Linked DNA regions of Mus musculus: regions 1 and 3 are each linked to region 2. Evidence: chromatin contacts called from public HiChIP or PLAC-seq data. All regions are on one chromosome and are shown on one strand. Each heading gives the region's core, a stretch centred on a gene start, on an enhancer-like site or on the middle of the called end of the contact. The rest is flanking DNA. Distances are from core to core; before and after follow the strand shown. Region 1 overlaps Ankrd6 (ankyrin repeat domain 6). Region 2 overlaps Map3k7 (mitogen-activated protein kinase kinase kinase 7). Region 3 overlaps Bach2 (BTB and CNC homology, basic leucine zipper transcription factor 2).

The links. HiChIP or PLAC-seq counts read pairs in DNA pulled down with a chosen protein or histone mark.
Region 1: an H3K27ac HiChIP or PLAC-seq map of large pre-B cells shows a contact between it and region 2, with 5 times the contacts expected there. The contact joins two enhancer-like sites. A contact is called at or near these places in 1 of 115 datasets of contacts at active chromatin or transcription factors (large pre-B cells) and 1 of 9 other capture datasets (embryonic stem cells).
Region 3: an H3K4me3 HiChIP or PLAC-seq map of bone marrow-derived macrophages shows a contact between it and region 2, with 4 times the contacts expected there. The contact joins two enhancer-like sites. A contact is called at or near these places in 10 of 115 datasets of contacts at active chromatin or transcription factors (the 230-238 cell line, astrocytes, bone marrow-derived dendritic cells and 6 more).

The regions. Positions count from the first base shown.
Region 1 is chr4:32,913,400-32,918,280 of GRCm38.p6, forward strand. All of the region lies in intron 1 of Ankrd6 (ankyrin repeat domain 6), which reads right to left. Among named protein-coding and RNA genes, the nearest start is that of Ankrd6, 35 kb to the right of the region's middle. Within about 2 kb of position 3,487, at least 82 of the 459 cell types and tissues checked have an H3K27ac peak or open chromatin away from gene starts, as enhancers often do.
Region 2 is chr4:32,008,594-32,013,552 of GRCm38.p6, forward strand. It overlaps Map3k7 (mitogen-activated protein kinase kinase kinase 7), which reads left to right. Exons shown (of 16, transcript NM_172688.3): 13 at 1,723-1,828. Among named protein-coding and RNA genes, the nearest start is that of Map3k7, 47 kb to the left of the region's middle. Within about 2 kb of position 2,423, at least 41 of the 459 cell types and tissues checked have an H3K27ac peak or open chromatin away from gene starts, as enhancers often do. A contact at or near this core is called in bone marrow-derived macrophages, where this site is marked.
Region 3 is chr4:32,528,266-32,533,248 of GRCm38.p6, forward strand. All of the region lies in intron 2 of Bach2 (BTB and CNC homology, basic leucine zipper transcription factor 2), which reads left to right. Among named protein-coding and RNA genes, the nearest start is that of Bach2os, 41 kb to the right of the region's middle. RefSeq lists an enhancer at 2,131-4,494. Within about 2 kb of position 2,961, at least 128 of the 459 cell types and tissues checked have an H3K27ac peak or open chromatin away from gene starts, as enhancers often do. A contact at or near this core is called in bone marrow-derived macrophages, where this site is marked.

The DNA.
Region 1 (4,881 bases), core at 2,237-4,736, 910 kb after region 2:
AAAAATGACCCCTAAGCCTCTCCCTTAAAGGGGTTGGGTGCTCTAGAGCCCAACCCTGAGCTGCTCCTCGAGGAACCAGCAACGTGGCAGGAGCCTCACCTTCCTTCCTCTGGAAACATGGAAAACGTCCCTGAAGCACGGGATGACCAGCATCGATGGGAAGAGGGAGGAGCCATCACATGCTCGGTGATAAGCAACTCCCTGAGCCAGAATTCATGGCTGAGAAGTGGTGGGATGCAGGAGACGGGGAGCACACTACTCCCTTTGCCTCTGAGACTCCCCATCACAGGGCTCTAGGGTGGTGTCAGGCACTGCAGTGGGCACCACTGTAGCCTGCAGGGAATCTGTCTTCCTCTTGGATGAACCTGATACCAAAGGGAAGGCCTCGCTCCCTTCAAGGCTATAGAACCTTTAGGAAGTGGACCCTTGCTCCACTTGATGGCCATACTCCACTTCCAGGTCGCCTGCTGTCTGAGGTAGGGTTTCTGTGAGGAGACACCATGACCATGGCGTTGCTTATAAATGGTAACATTTAATTGGAGGCTGGCTTACAGTTCAGAGATTTCATCCTGTCATCCTCTCAAGAAGCAAGTTGGTAGACACGGTGCTGGAGAAGCAGCTGAAAAGTTCCCCACCTGAACCTGTAAGCCGCAGGACACTGACACTGGGCCTGGCTTGAGCATCTGAAATCTCAAACCCTGCCACGTGTGACACACGCCCTCCAAAAGGGGCACATCTCCAAATAGGGCTACTCCCTGTGAGCCTGTGGGGGCCATTTCCACACACATGTTCCAGTCCATGCTGACAGTTGCAGCTCTCATCTCTCAGCCTCCTGAGTATTTGTTACTTTTTTTGCCCCTGAGATAAAATACCGTGACCAAGGCAACTTATAGAAGGAAGAGTTTATTTGGGCTTATATATAAGTTCCAGAGGGAAGTCCAAAATGGTGGCAGAGTCATAATAGCAGGCCTTCTAAATTAGAAGTAATTTTTTGGTTTGGTTTTTAAACACTCTAATGATCACTGAAGGCAAATTTTCCAGCTAATAAGAGGGGTGGGGGGGTGGGGGGAAGAAACCCACCTAAAATCTCTTTTATATCAAAAGGAATGTAGGACCTTGAAAACTCATCCGAGGCAGGGAGTATAACGGGAGAGAGGCAGTACATCCTAAATTCTCCATATGTGAACACTTGACCAAACGATAAACCCCAGCCTCTGCTGGGACAAACGTCTTATCTGCATGCATCATAAACTTTCCAAAACTGAAACTTAGTACACATTTGTTTGCTGTCACTTGGACAAACGATAGGATTTCAAACTCCCCAGGGCAAGTTCCAGAAAGAGGAAGGGAAAGACACATGCCACCCATCCTGTCACACCGTGGTTGGCTCTGGCTACACAGTAACATCAGCCAGTGTCCTGCCGACTGGCTGTCCACAGGGCCCAGCTCTGATTCTCTTTAGCTCCTCACAGCCCTGAATAAGCTCAGCAGGCTATCGTACAGATGACTCCACAAGTCCTGCAGAAGGTACCGTCATTCATTCAGATAACATCACAAATGAAACTGCTTAGTACAGACAGGTGGGTAGACAGAAGGGAGGGAGGGAAAGAGTGGAGAGGGAAGGGAGGAGGCACTTAAGGGTTGTCAATCCCTCTCTTTAGTGTTCCTAAGGCTAGAGAAATGCAACTCTACCCTTTTCATTTTATACCTGAGAAAGGGGCTTTGTAAGATGTCTAAAAGGCCTAGGTGGCCACTGCTGTCTCCTGACATCCTCCCATCCTTACTGAGGGCCTGGAAATACACACAAGCACACACACTGGACCAGAGTTGGTGCCAGTTCTAACCCCAGCTCCATAACTGCTAGAACACGGTGACTTATGACACTCTGTAGCTCCGGGAGCTTTAGCACCCTCTCCCAGCCTCTGTGGTCACCAGGCAAGCACACGGTGTACAAACATACATGCAGGCAAAACACCCAAACATATAAAGTCAAACAAAAATTTTAAAATGAAGGAAAAGAGATGGGGGATGTGCCACAGGAGTGTGGGAACACGGACACAGAGGTACCAACAGAGGCAGAGACTAGAGTGACGTGGCCTCAAGCCAACAAACATGTGTGGCTACTACAAACTGAAGAGGTGAGGGCCAGAACTCCCCCACCCCCTTCTGGTGTGTCTGAAGACAGCTACAGTGTACTCATATAAATAAAATAAATAAATAAGAAACACAACCCAGTTAGGTTCCACAGTACACTCATCCCAGCTCACTACAGAACACAGATGGTCTTCTTCCTCCACAGGGGAGAATTCTCTAGAATCTGAACGTGTGAATCTCTGAAAGAGGCATGTGCTGGTACCTCGTTGAGGAGTATGCATTACTCCCCGGGGTTTAAAGGTCTTCCCTTCGATTCACAGGAATGACTAAACATAGCAACCTTCCAAAGAAATGAGCAGGAAAAGCCAACAGGAAGTACACATCGCAGAATTGTATTCAGTGAATAATGACAGTGTCCCTGCAGGGAAGATCTCTTCAGGGACCAATATCAGGACACATTTATACCGTCTCTGTATACACAAAAGACTTCAGCCATGTGGGAAATTAAAAAAAAAAAAAAGGTATGTGTTCTTTACTTGGTGATCTGATGCTCAGAGCCGTTACCTAAGAGGCAGGAACAATGGACTGTCACGTGATCCTTTATAAACAAGCTGTTAGTCACACCAGCACCAAGGCACGGCGTCATGCATGACAGCTCTGTGGAGGCCGCGCTCCTGCTACTCCCTCACACACTCTGTGCACAGGCTACATAGCTCAGCCACCCCTCCCTACCAGCGCTGTGTCTCCAGGGCCATGCCTTCACTCCAGAGATGCCCCCTGTAAGGAATTATTCTGGCTTCCTTCAGTGGTGGACTGTAATGTGGAATGAATGTAAGCCAGACAAACCCTTTCCTCCCCAACTTGCTTTTTGGTCATGGTGTTTTATCTCAGCAAGAGAAACCCTGAGACAAGTTGGTACCGGCATAGTGGGAGTGGGGTATTGCTGTGACAGACCTGGCCATGTTTTGGGGAGGCTTGTGGGAGGACACTGGAACTTGGGGCTAGAGAACCACTGGGTGTTGAGAGCTCGGTGAGCTGCTGTAGGAGCCTGGAAGCTAAGAATGCTGAGAGAGAGCAGTGAGGGCGGAGGCCTGGCTTGAAGAAGTGTCAGAGGGAAGCAAAGATTTCTGTGTGAAGTTCTGGCTAGCTGAAGAATCAGCTATGGTTAACAAGATACCAGAACTGCTAAAGTTAAACCTTTGCTTTGCTGGGATACTCAATGCTGGTCCACTAGAGCTGAGAAATTATTGGTGATTAAGAGGAGAGCAGCATCACTGAGGTGACATCTTCTGAGAAGTGTTTCTTCAGAGGCAGCACACAGAAGCTGTGTACCAGAGGCAGCCAAGGTTGTATGCACCTCACACTCACAGCCAAACCTGATAGTGTGAGCCTCACCCAGGTGGAACTGGTTTTGAAGGAATGAGAGGGTCATGGAGAGCAGCTGATACTTGGCACTGTGAGAGGCCAGGAGAGGCCACTGGGGAAGGTCGAAGGTCCAGGATTAAAGGAGTCATTCAGAGAAGTTGAGGCTTGGTACTATGAGAGGCTATTGGTGAAAGTGCAGGCCAACTGCGGAAAACCCCAGCATTTTGGAGATGCCAGTGCTATGGGATAACTATGAGAGAACAGCAGCAGTGGTGGAGTGGAGCCTGCCTGAGCTGAGAAGATGAGCTGTGTGTGCTGCAGAGGGTGGAGCCAGATAAGCGACCCAAGCCCCTTGGGAGGAGCCCAGACACTGGACAGTCCATTAGCTACACTGCTGGGTATAACGTCTTGTTGTTTGACTTTGTTCAGATTGTGACCGTGCCCTAGTTCTTCCAACTTGAAGTAAGAAATTTATTTTTGATTTTACAGTTACGAGACTTTTAACTTTTAAAAAAAAATTGGGGTGAGGGTTTACAGAGAATTTGGATTTTAAAAGAGTGTATATTTTTATAAAGACAACTTGTAAAAAGCATTTGAATTTGGAAGGCTGTGGGACTTTTTAAGTTCGTAAACCATAGTCACCCGAAAGGAGAGCGTCTCAATGGGGGAAGGCAAGAACAGGTTCCTGCTGGTTGTCTGACGTGCAGCAAAGCACAGAAATGAAAGCAAATACATGAAAATGTAATTTTAAAAAAATTAAAGATATTTGGGGCCAACTGTGCTAAGTTCCATCACCCTCCCGTGTGCATGCCCTCCCTGCCCATGGAGGACCGGGCTGTATAGATTTCCAAGGTTCTGCATGAGAAATTAGCCCAAATTCAGTGGCTTACATCAACAGAAATTTCTTCTCTCCCATTCTGGAGTGCAGAACTCTGAAAGCAAGATGTCAGCAGGCCCTGCTCCCACTCCATGCTAAGAGTACCCCAGCACTCTTCAACCTGCAGGGCCAGCATTCCTAGCCACATGGCTTCCACTTCTACAACATGTGTCAAAGCCCCCACCCCCACCACCGCCTCTTTTTAGAGGACACTTTTCATGGGATTTAGTGTTCACACAATCCAGACCACATCCTCATTCCATGATCCTTACCTGAATAACATATACAAAGTCCCTTCCCACAGATGAAGGAGCGAGGCTTGTTGGTTAGACACAGACATCTGTGGAGAACAGCAGGCAAATGAAATCTGTCCCAAGAAGCCCACCTGGCCTTGTGTTCTGAACTCCAGCAGCTGGCTTCTGTCTGCTCACAGGCACAATATGCACTGCAAGGCTGAGCTCCTTGTACCTTCTTAGGGTCTGATCTCTAGGCTGCCACCTCCCCCTCGAGCCAGCACTCTGTGTCACAATGGTCTTTGGTGCCCG
Region 2 (4,959 bases), core at 1,173-3,672:
CAGATTCCCTGGTGCCAGAGCTGTGAACCTCCTCAGCCCCCTGGAAAGTCAGCCCTGTAGAGACAGGAAGCACTTTTAACCACCAAGCCATCTCTACCCCAGGGTTGGGGGTTGTGCTTTGTTGCATTTTGTGCTTTAATGGTGTAGTTTGCGTTTGTTCCTTTTCCTGGTAAACTAGTCCATCTTTATTTTAGACTCTTCTTTATCCTCTTACCATCTCTGAGGTGGAATAGGTACATTTCTCATTTCTCATCCCCTTTGCCTTTCTAGGTGAAAAGTTAGATCATGCCACTTGTAGTAAATACCTTGGAGATTTTAACATTTGTACCAAGCCTGCTTTTCCTGAAAAACCCAAGCATTTTAAAAGCAATGTTCTTGCTTATCCTGGTTTTATGATGCTGTAGATTATATTTCTGTGTTGTTTGGTAGTTTTGTAAGTTCATTACTGTCTTCTTACCTACTGTTTTCAGTATGGAGAAGACTAGTACCCATTCTTATCAGGATTTTCTTCAAGGAAACTGAATTTTAGCCCTTTGGTCCAGGAAAAAAAAAAAATTCTTGTTAAGTAAAGTTCCTGCTTAGACATTCCTGTTGTAGGAGTTTGTGAGGTAGGTAAGGTGAGGCTTATCATTTCAGATGCTGTTCTGAGCACATTCTTCACTGTTCCAGGCTGCGGGCAGTCTTCTGCCAGCATTCTCTGGCTTCCGTGGTGGCTGAAGCTCATGGTTTGTGAGTGCGTGTTGAATATTTCTTCTGAAAAGCATGAAATGGGTTGTGTTTCTGGCTTTGAGGGTTTTTCTTCCAGATTTTGAAATATACACATGTATGTGATGGGACACCTGGCTCATAAGGCCCAGGCCTGAACTTGCCATGCATTTGTTTTCTCTGTACAATATGCATCGCCTGCAGGTCACTTAAATGATGGCTTCAGTCACATGAGGTGTTTGTTAGGTACACAGTTTCTACTTGTGGCATCTTGTGAGCACTGGAAGTTTCAGGTTTCAAAGCATTTCTAATTTCAGATCTGTTGACTTAGGGACACTTCACCTGTAGCTGCCATTTCCCTCGGGAGGCCACTTCTATTTTTTGCTTGTCTGTTTTCTGGAATTTGACCATATCTGACCATGTGAAACATGGGACATGCGTCTGTCTCATTTCTCATACTGTCGCTCAGTTCTGTCTTCCTTCATTTCGTGTCCCTGTACAAGGGACTTTCATGTTCCTCCTGCTTCTGCCTCCAAGTGCTGATCACAGCTGTCTGCCACCATGCTGGGCTTGCCAACTGCTTTTATTGGAAGGTTTTTCATTTTTTGCTAGTTTTCTCTTTCCCACAGAACAAAGCATTCCCGAGCCTTGGCTTTGAGCGGGGATTAAGCAGGCCTTCTCATCCTACAGAGAATTGGTGGCTCTGTTACTAGTTCCTCAACATAACAGACGATCCAGGGTTGTAAAGTCTTAGCATTGGCAGCTTAAGGGCTACCCGTCCGCTTTTGTTTTGTGGGCTTTATTTCTCTGTAAGTTTTGAAGAGATGCTATGTATGAATGCATAGTGAATTTGATATACACTGACTATATACTTAGAATGCTGCTTTCAAGAGTCTTAGGCATCTACTAGTAAAAATTGAAAATGTTTGCCTCTTATTGGATGTGAAGATGTGTCTTGTAATTCTTTTTTAAAAAAAGAAAAAAGTGACAGCTTTTCCTCCTACCGTTTCTTCACAGGTGAGCAGCCGGTCATCCAGCCCTAGTGTCAGAATGATCACTACCTCAGGACCAACCTCAGAGAAGCCAGCTCGCAGTCACCCGTGGACCCCTGATGATTCCACAGGTGACCAGTCTAGTTCCTTGTAATACAAAATGGATTGACTTGAGGCATTAATCTTTACAAAGACAAGCATGATGTCATTATTTAGATCTTCATGTTTATAAAATCAACCACTTGGCAGTAGCTTTCGAAATGCCCTTGGAGTGTTATGGCAGAGACTAAGTGCTTTACCCTGTGTGTGTTTTTCCCTCCCACATACTAAACACGTATATTAAAAATAGTCAGATTTTTCCAGTTGGAAGCATGTGTTCTTGTACTTCACTCTGTGATTTTTGTATCATGATTGTTCCTGTTGGACCTTTTCAGTAACTACAATTCCCATATCGCTAACAATGACCACCAGCATCTTTACTTGACTTTCTACTTTTTATTAATAATGTTTTATACGTGAATACAGTATATTTAGACCATCTCGAACCCTACTCCAACTCCTCCCAAATATGTCTCAGATCTGCGTTTAGTCTCCATTGTGTGTATTCCTGATACATGACTGTGTCGTGAAAGGACATTTTCACAAAAGTATCTCATGCATAATGAACATACCCCGTACCACTCTTTTCACCCACCCTCCTTCCTTTAGTCCTCATTGTTCCTCTTAGACAGTTTCACTTCTACTTTGATGTCTTACACAAACGTGATTCTATGTATCTGTAAAGTTAAAGAACCACAAAGGAGTGAAAACAAATACTTTTCTAAGACCAGTTTAACTTGTTTCCAGTTGCATCCATTTTCCTACAAAGGACACACTGGAAACTCTATTGTGTATACCTGTGGCATGTTCTTTATCCTCTGTTGTTGGCCATCCCAGTGAGTTCTGTAGCTCAGCTGTTATGTATAGCGCTGCAGTAAACATGGATGTGGAAGTACTGCTGTGATGCGCTTGTCGAACAGAAGTCCTTTGGGTAAACATCCAGGGGCCTATTTTAGTGTTTTTAATGTTTTGAGGATCTTCTGTAGTGATTTCACAATGGCTGACAAGTTTACATTTCTGCCAGCAGTGTACATAAGGGTACTCTTCTGGCAGCTGAAGTGAGATTACAGCAAAGTTCCAATTTGCATTTTTCCCCAGTGGCTAGTGAGGTTGAGCAATTTCCATGTTTTCCTCATAAGAGTATCTTTTATTCTTCCACAGTTTCATGCATGTATACAATATATCTTGAACATCCCCAACATGATTATCCTACTCCTTTTGGATCCATTCCCCAATGCCCCTTCCTCCTTTGTCTTCTTTTTGTGACCCACTGAATCCAGTTACTGTTCCCCAAAACCCTAGGGTTTGGATCAGCCACCACGCTTGGGCAACCTAGCAGCAGCCACACCCCTCCAAGGAAAATGCTTGTAACTCCCCTTCCTCCAGCAGCTATCACTTGCTCAGCTAAGGGTGGGGCCTCATGAGCCTCTTCGCCTTCTATGCTGGTTTATTGATTGGCTGATCTTGTGTGGGTAGCCACAGCTGCAATGGATTGATGAGTGGAATACCTAGACCCTGTCCATCAGCCAGCATTTCACCGCCTCCTGAGATCCTCTGGTTCTTGGATTCTTTTCTCCTCTTCTGTGATATTCCCTGAGCCTTCTTAGGTTGTTGATACAGCTGTCCCACTTAGGACTGAGCACTCACAGTTACTGATCCTTAACACTTTAACCTCTCTCTCCCTCCCTCCCTCCCTCCCTGAGTTAAATACTACAACTTCAAAAAGAATCTTCTCTAGCCAGGGTTGAAAGCCACTCTAATCCATAGGAATAAATATCACTATTTAGAAGCAGGTTGATAACATGTTAATATAGCAAGATAACATTAGACTCCTCTCTAGGACCTAGGACCTAATCAGGGCTGGTTTTGACCAGGCCATTTCTCTTGTGTTTATTAGCCACTTGTATTACATCTTTTGAGAACTGTCTAATCATTAGTCTGCGTACTGATTTGATTGGCTGCTTGCTTTCTTCAGGGTTTTATTTTTGTTCTTTTATTTTTATTATAAATATACATACACAGCCATGAAAGACTTTTCCCCCCACTCTATAGACTGTATTTAACTTGTTAGTGGTTGGTTGGTTGGTTGGTTGGTTGGTTGGTTGGTTGGTTGGTTGGTTTGTAGGAGGAGCAGGATCTCACAGTGTGTATATTACTTCTGGCCTCAAAACTTACTATGGTAGACCCTGTGGGCTTCAAAGTCACAGCTAATCGCCTGTCTCTGCTCACACGTGCTGGGATAAAGGCCAGCACGCCCAGCTTAGCTGTTCTTTTGCTGTGAAGAAGCTTTGGAAGTTGATGAGATCCCTTTTGTCAGCTGTTAGAGTTATTTCCTGAGTGTCAGCCTCTGGTTTTTAAAACACAGAATATGTGTCCAAGTGAGAAATCTATTTGGCAACTTTTCATACCTCATGAGAGACTTTATTTCAAATGCATAGACATTTGAAATCCTTTTAGTTTATTAAAACTCCAGTGTAAATAGCTCAGTTTATCATAATGGCGGATTAAAAATACCTGTGCAAAGGGAGGGATAGTTTTCTCATGAGAGCACAGTACTGTGATGTCTTAGCACACACGCAAGCACTGTATCTAAGGAAGATCTTGTTCTGTGTTTTAGTACAACAGAAGGGAAGGAAGGTGGTCTCATAGACCTTGGAAAATGAAGTTGTTTGAAATTAAGCAGGTTGTTGTGCCACACCCCTTTAATCCCAGCACTCAGGAGGCAGAGGCAGGCGGATCTCTATGACATCAAGAGCAGACTGGTCTACAAAGAGAGTTCTAGGGTAGCCAAGGCTACACAAAGAAACCTGTGTCAAAAACAAAAAGAAAGAAAAAAGTACCAATTAAACTGAAATTTTGAAGTTAGTTTACTGTCTTCACAAACTATGTTTTCAGTATTTATAGATACCTGGTATGGCCTAGTCAGGTTTATAGTTTCATTTTAAAAATTAAATGAGCAGCTTTTCCCTGTGTCATATAATTTAGAACTATGTTTAGCAAGGGGTGTGTACTGTCTACTTTGGGTAAGTTAAACACTTATAGTAGCAAAACCTCACCAAGATTCCTGTCCAGTGGTGCATAGTGAAGTGCTCTAGCCATTGGGGTGACACCAGCTGCTGCTGTTGTTGTTGGGCTGTTGTTCTTGATGATGATGATGACCACA
Region 3 (4,983 bases), core at 1,711-4,210, 520 kb after region 2:
AGCACTTGGATATAGAGTCACACACTGGGACACAGACAGCGTACCAGTGGGCTCTCCCCAAAAGCCATCAAATGCCAATACCCCCTCAGCCATGGCTGGGGCCTTAGGAGCCCTTCTTCCTCCTGCACTGGGATTTTCAACTGGCTAGATCTTGTACAGTCTTAGGTAGGTAACCATAGTTGCTATGAGATCCCGCTATATCCATGGAACAGCATATATTCCCCCTCCTTATCCTCCAATTCTTATGATCCTTACACCTCCTCTTCCATAATGTTCCCAAAGCTTGGGGAGGGGAGAGTTGATAGATGTGCCCCGTCTATAGCTGAGCACTTGGAATTGCTACTAGCCTTTTATTAGCTACTATTTGCTTTCTATATAGCCATGGCTGGCCTTAAACTCACATCCTGCCTCAACGTCCTTATTATAAGTGGGAGCCACCACACCCAACCCAACCCATGTTTGTTAGTTTGTTTTTTAAGGGAATTAAGAAGGAAAATAGCAAAGTGCCATTAAGATTGTTTTCTTGCTTATGACCACATTTCTTCAGTTCTTTCTGGTGCTCTTGTAGTTTAATCTCTTGGGAGTTTAACATAGCCATTAAGGGGAGGGGTCTGGCCATAAATGCTTCACATGAATGTTCATCACTCAGGGAGCTCTTAACATTCATGTGTCACCATCAGAATCAGTGGTCTCCCCCAGCAAGATTGCGTTTCCTCTCAAAGTAAGATGGTGTCTCAACGTGGACCCAATTGATTATCGTTGTACTTAATCTTAATTGGCTGTCTTCTATCTTCCATTTTTGTTATAGCCTTCTGTCTCCAAATATCAGCAACTCAGCCTGGCTGCAAATGAGACAGCTTCCATCTTTAAATTTTATTCAGGTTCAAATATGTCTTTGCAAACAATACATTAGTAAAACAGGCTTCCTCTGACTTCACTCATTGGCTGTAAAGCATGCTGAAAGTTGATGACCGCTACCCCATCGTGTGGCACCCGACAGTGATGCAAACAAAGGGTGAGATACAGTGAAATGCATACTGTGAAACTGCACACATACAGTGAAATGCATACAGGGAAACTGCACACATACAGTGAAATGCATACTGTGAAACTGCACACATACAGTGAAATGCATACAGGGAAACTGCACACATACAGTGAAATGCATACTGTGAAACTGCACAAGGGATAAGCAGGATGGAAGGGATGTACACTAAGATCTGCTCATTAGAGCTCCAGTGGCCCCGATACCCGAGTAAACTAAGCCAGGGCACCTGCACACAGCACTCGTGAGGGGACGCAGCCCCCACGTTCATCTGTGCATCCAGGTGTGCTTTTCAGATTTCATGGTAGCCAGGCTGGGCGCGGTAGAAACCGCTAGCATAGTCAGATATAAGAATATCCTAGTCATGCGACAGTGGGAAGAATCTTCACTCTCCATTCGCAGTGCCTGAGACTTTCCCGCGATCGTGTGACGTGGGGTTAGACAATGCAGCCTGTGCTTTTCATGACCTGGTATCTAAGGCGTGACTGGCAGAATGGACAGTTTGGATAAGTTTCATTCTGGAAGTCTAAAGTTGGCTTTCTGAACACAGACTGTGGTTGGGTTTTTTTTTCCCCCTTTGGAGGCAGTTTATGAATAATGCTTGGTTTTCAAAATAAGCGCCCAGGTCTCAGCCTGTGTAAAGTGAAAGGCCACGACAGTACAAAGGAGAAGTAGAAGGATGCTGCCCGTGAACGAAGGAGACATCAAAGTATAGGAACAGCTTCAGCATGGGAGAAGAGGCCGTTTGGGGTCAAGCGCCCCTCCACTACCCTGCAGCGCCCTCTCTGTTTTGTTGGCCCAGCAGCTATGGCATTGGCTTACAATTGAACAATCTGGGTTTGCCCTGTCTTCCCATTTAGACTATTCAGTCACCATTCCTGATTTCTCTGTTGGTGGCTGCAGTGTTTTTTAGTCAGCAAATCTATTACCTAAAATAAGTAACAGGTTAGCCATTTGATTAAATTGTCAAGTTCATAGACATGATAGCAGTAGTCTGGAGAAAGGAAAAGGTATTGTGTACATTAAATGAGAATGAGAGGGAAAAAAACAAAAACAAGAAACAAAACCAGATCACCAAGACTAGAGACCCAGAATGCCAACAAACCTGGCATCGTCGGTGTGCGCTCTGATACGCTTTTGCAGCCTCCCCTGACACTATGGACATACTTATTTTGTATGGAGAGATATCTTTGGCATTCTAGCTAAATAGCCTGTCTGTGTATCAGGGACACACAAGCTCCCCCTGGGGAGAGATGGGGTATCCGGGCAGCGGTGCTTTATCTCTGTAGATTGGTATAAATGAGCTAGTGGAACCCCCACCAACCGCCCAGGAGTTCACAATTGGAGAACAAAGGGTAGTGGCTCCCAGGAGCTTTCCTGGGCACTCGCCTGCTATTCACTTTGAAGCAAGCTTATTCTCACGCTGGGAGTTGTTTCTAAGTCAGGAACAGCATGTATTTTATAAAAATGTATTCAGTCACTGGTTCTTTTTCCCTGTGCCACCCACACAAGCATACAGAGAAAAGTCTGCTCACCTATTTTATTTGAACTACCTATTTATCCCCTTCCCTCCTCCCTTTAAAGTCTTATGTTAATACTTTTGTGTTTACATTACGTGTTTTTAAAGCCATCCGCAATCCGGGCCAGTTAATTTAGGTCATAGTGGAGCTTGCTCTGGTGGAGGGCGGGTAGCCTTGAACGCAGCCTGGGCAGCCTTCACTGGTGCGATACAGACTTCAGTTTCCCCGCTATAATTATGAGCAAGAAGCCTGTGTTTAATTGCAATGCATGAATGGGAGATGTTCTTCAGCTTATCTGCATTCATCGCTTGCTGCTGGTTTCTCTGTTGAGGTCTCCATCAGCGTTGCTACAGAGCTCTTGGCAGTGCTGCCGCAGTTGCTGGTGAATTTTTATGATCTGTTGCATGCCGCTGGTACAGTTTCCTGCCCTGTAATGGTATCAGTTTTCCTGACACAGGCGGGGGCTACAGACTGAAACCCAGGAGCCCGCATTAGCATAAAACGTCCCAATTCTGTCAGTTTGATTAATTTGTCTCTTTGTCTCCACTCTATATGATAAGTGCTATTAATGGTTGCAGCACTTCATATGTCAAAGTCTTTCTTCCTAATGACTTGAAAATGTGGTTTATTCCCCCTCTTTCTGTACTATTTCTCTCATTTAGCATTCTACTCAGTATAGATTTATGCCACGCTCTTTCATTGTCTTCCTGGCTGCAGCGCCGCAGTGATTACATATGGTGTGGAGCGCGTAGAGATGTGATCCCAGGGGCGGCAGCTGCTGACGCAAGCTGAAAATAGAGCCAGCGTCTGCTCAGCACTTTTCCCAGAGGCCTTTTATTTATTAGTAACAGCCTTGGTGCAGGACAGCTCGGATCCTCATTTAGTGAGATGACTTTTTTTTGCCTCTTCAAATGCCGCGGTGACTTTGCTCTATTTACCGACACTGCTGTGTGATATTTTTAACTGCCTTGTATCTCACCAGTGACTTAGCCAAACGTAAATCGTAATGTAACCTCAATATATAATGAACTCAAGAAAAGACAGGCTCGGGTGCTAGTGGCTCCGATACTGGTGAACATAGTGCATCTACTCAGAAGGTATAACTGTGCATACCCTGAGAGTTGAGAAACAAGGAGTAAAATTCTAATGATCTGCGTAGTGAAAGAAAAAAAAAAGAAAAGACAGGCTCCACTGGAAGAAATGGGAGCCTGGCAGCTCTGTGGTTTAAATTAAATAAGCCTGTTTGTAAGACAGCATTTTTACATGCTACAGTGCTTTACCATGTGCCTCTATTCTTCTTCCTGGGACCCTCACACTATCTCTAGGACTTGTTCTCTGATGAGGAAAAGGCAAAGAAACTGCATGACAGAGCCGCAGCACTTTCATAAGAAGGGAAGATGAAGAGATGGGGGTTTTGCCGAGGTCAGTCACTGGACCGGAGTCAGCATCATTAGTGATTGAAATGGGCACTTATCAAGCCAATCCAGCCAATCGGAGTGCTCAGACTCGTCTGTGAGCACAGCACATCTGTGATACAAATGTAACGGCAGAATTTAGGTTCAGAGTAACAGCTGTTCTTCTACACATGTTTGTAAATTCATACGCTTGAAAAATGCTAGTAAGATATTTTTCACAAGAATTCTTCGTTTGCAATGTCATTCTTCTCTGTGAGAAACAGTCTTTGAGCAGGATAAGGGCAGGGCTGCCTCATTCTCTATGCTATCGGAACGTGTCAGTCCAGTCATTCCTTTGTGCATGATCAACTGTTCCGAGTTGCAAAAGTGGAAAGATAATAACATTAAGATTTACAGACAAATAGCAAACTGAAAATGTCACTTCTGGCCAGGGCCTGTAAAATAGTGAGAAAGCCTTTGAATAGGAAGCAGACCTCTTTGTGATGAAGAAGTGGAAAACGGAAACCAAAATCCCAGGCGAGTTGACCCTTTTCCTTTTTTCTATTTTATGTGGTTTTTAGCCACTCTAGAGCCAGTGGACAGAGAGCAGGATGAATCACTTCCTAAATCTGTTCTTACCTGAGGTAGGACCATGGGTTTCTTTCTTTAGTAACAGATTTTATTAATGCCATGATCAAACAGAGCTAAACACATGATTCCCTGCTGGGTCGGCATAAAAAATTAAAATAGTGACTCAGTATAAATAGAGTGTGATCATCTCATTTGAGCAAGTGTAGAATCTGTAATGCTCAAAGAGCATCATTGATACAAGGACCAAACCAGCAGCTGCTGGACTAGAAGACAAGCCCCCTTTTGCGCTCCACACACATGCAGTTACACAAACGTAAGATTGTAGCATTTTATTGGTTGTGATCGTTGCGGCTTATAGATCTTTTCTGGTTTATTTCGAGTCTTACACTGGTAAGAGCTTAGGCCACTGTAGTGAGAGCAGCATCCAGTGCCC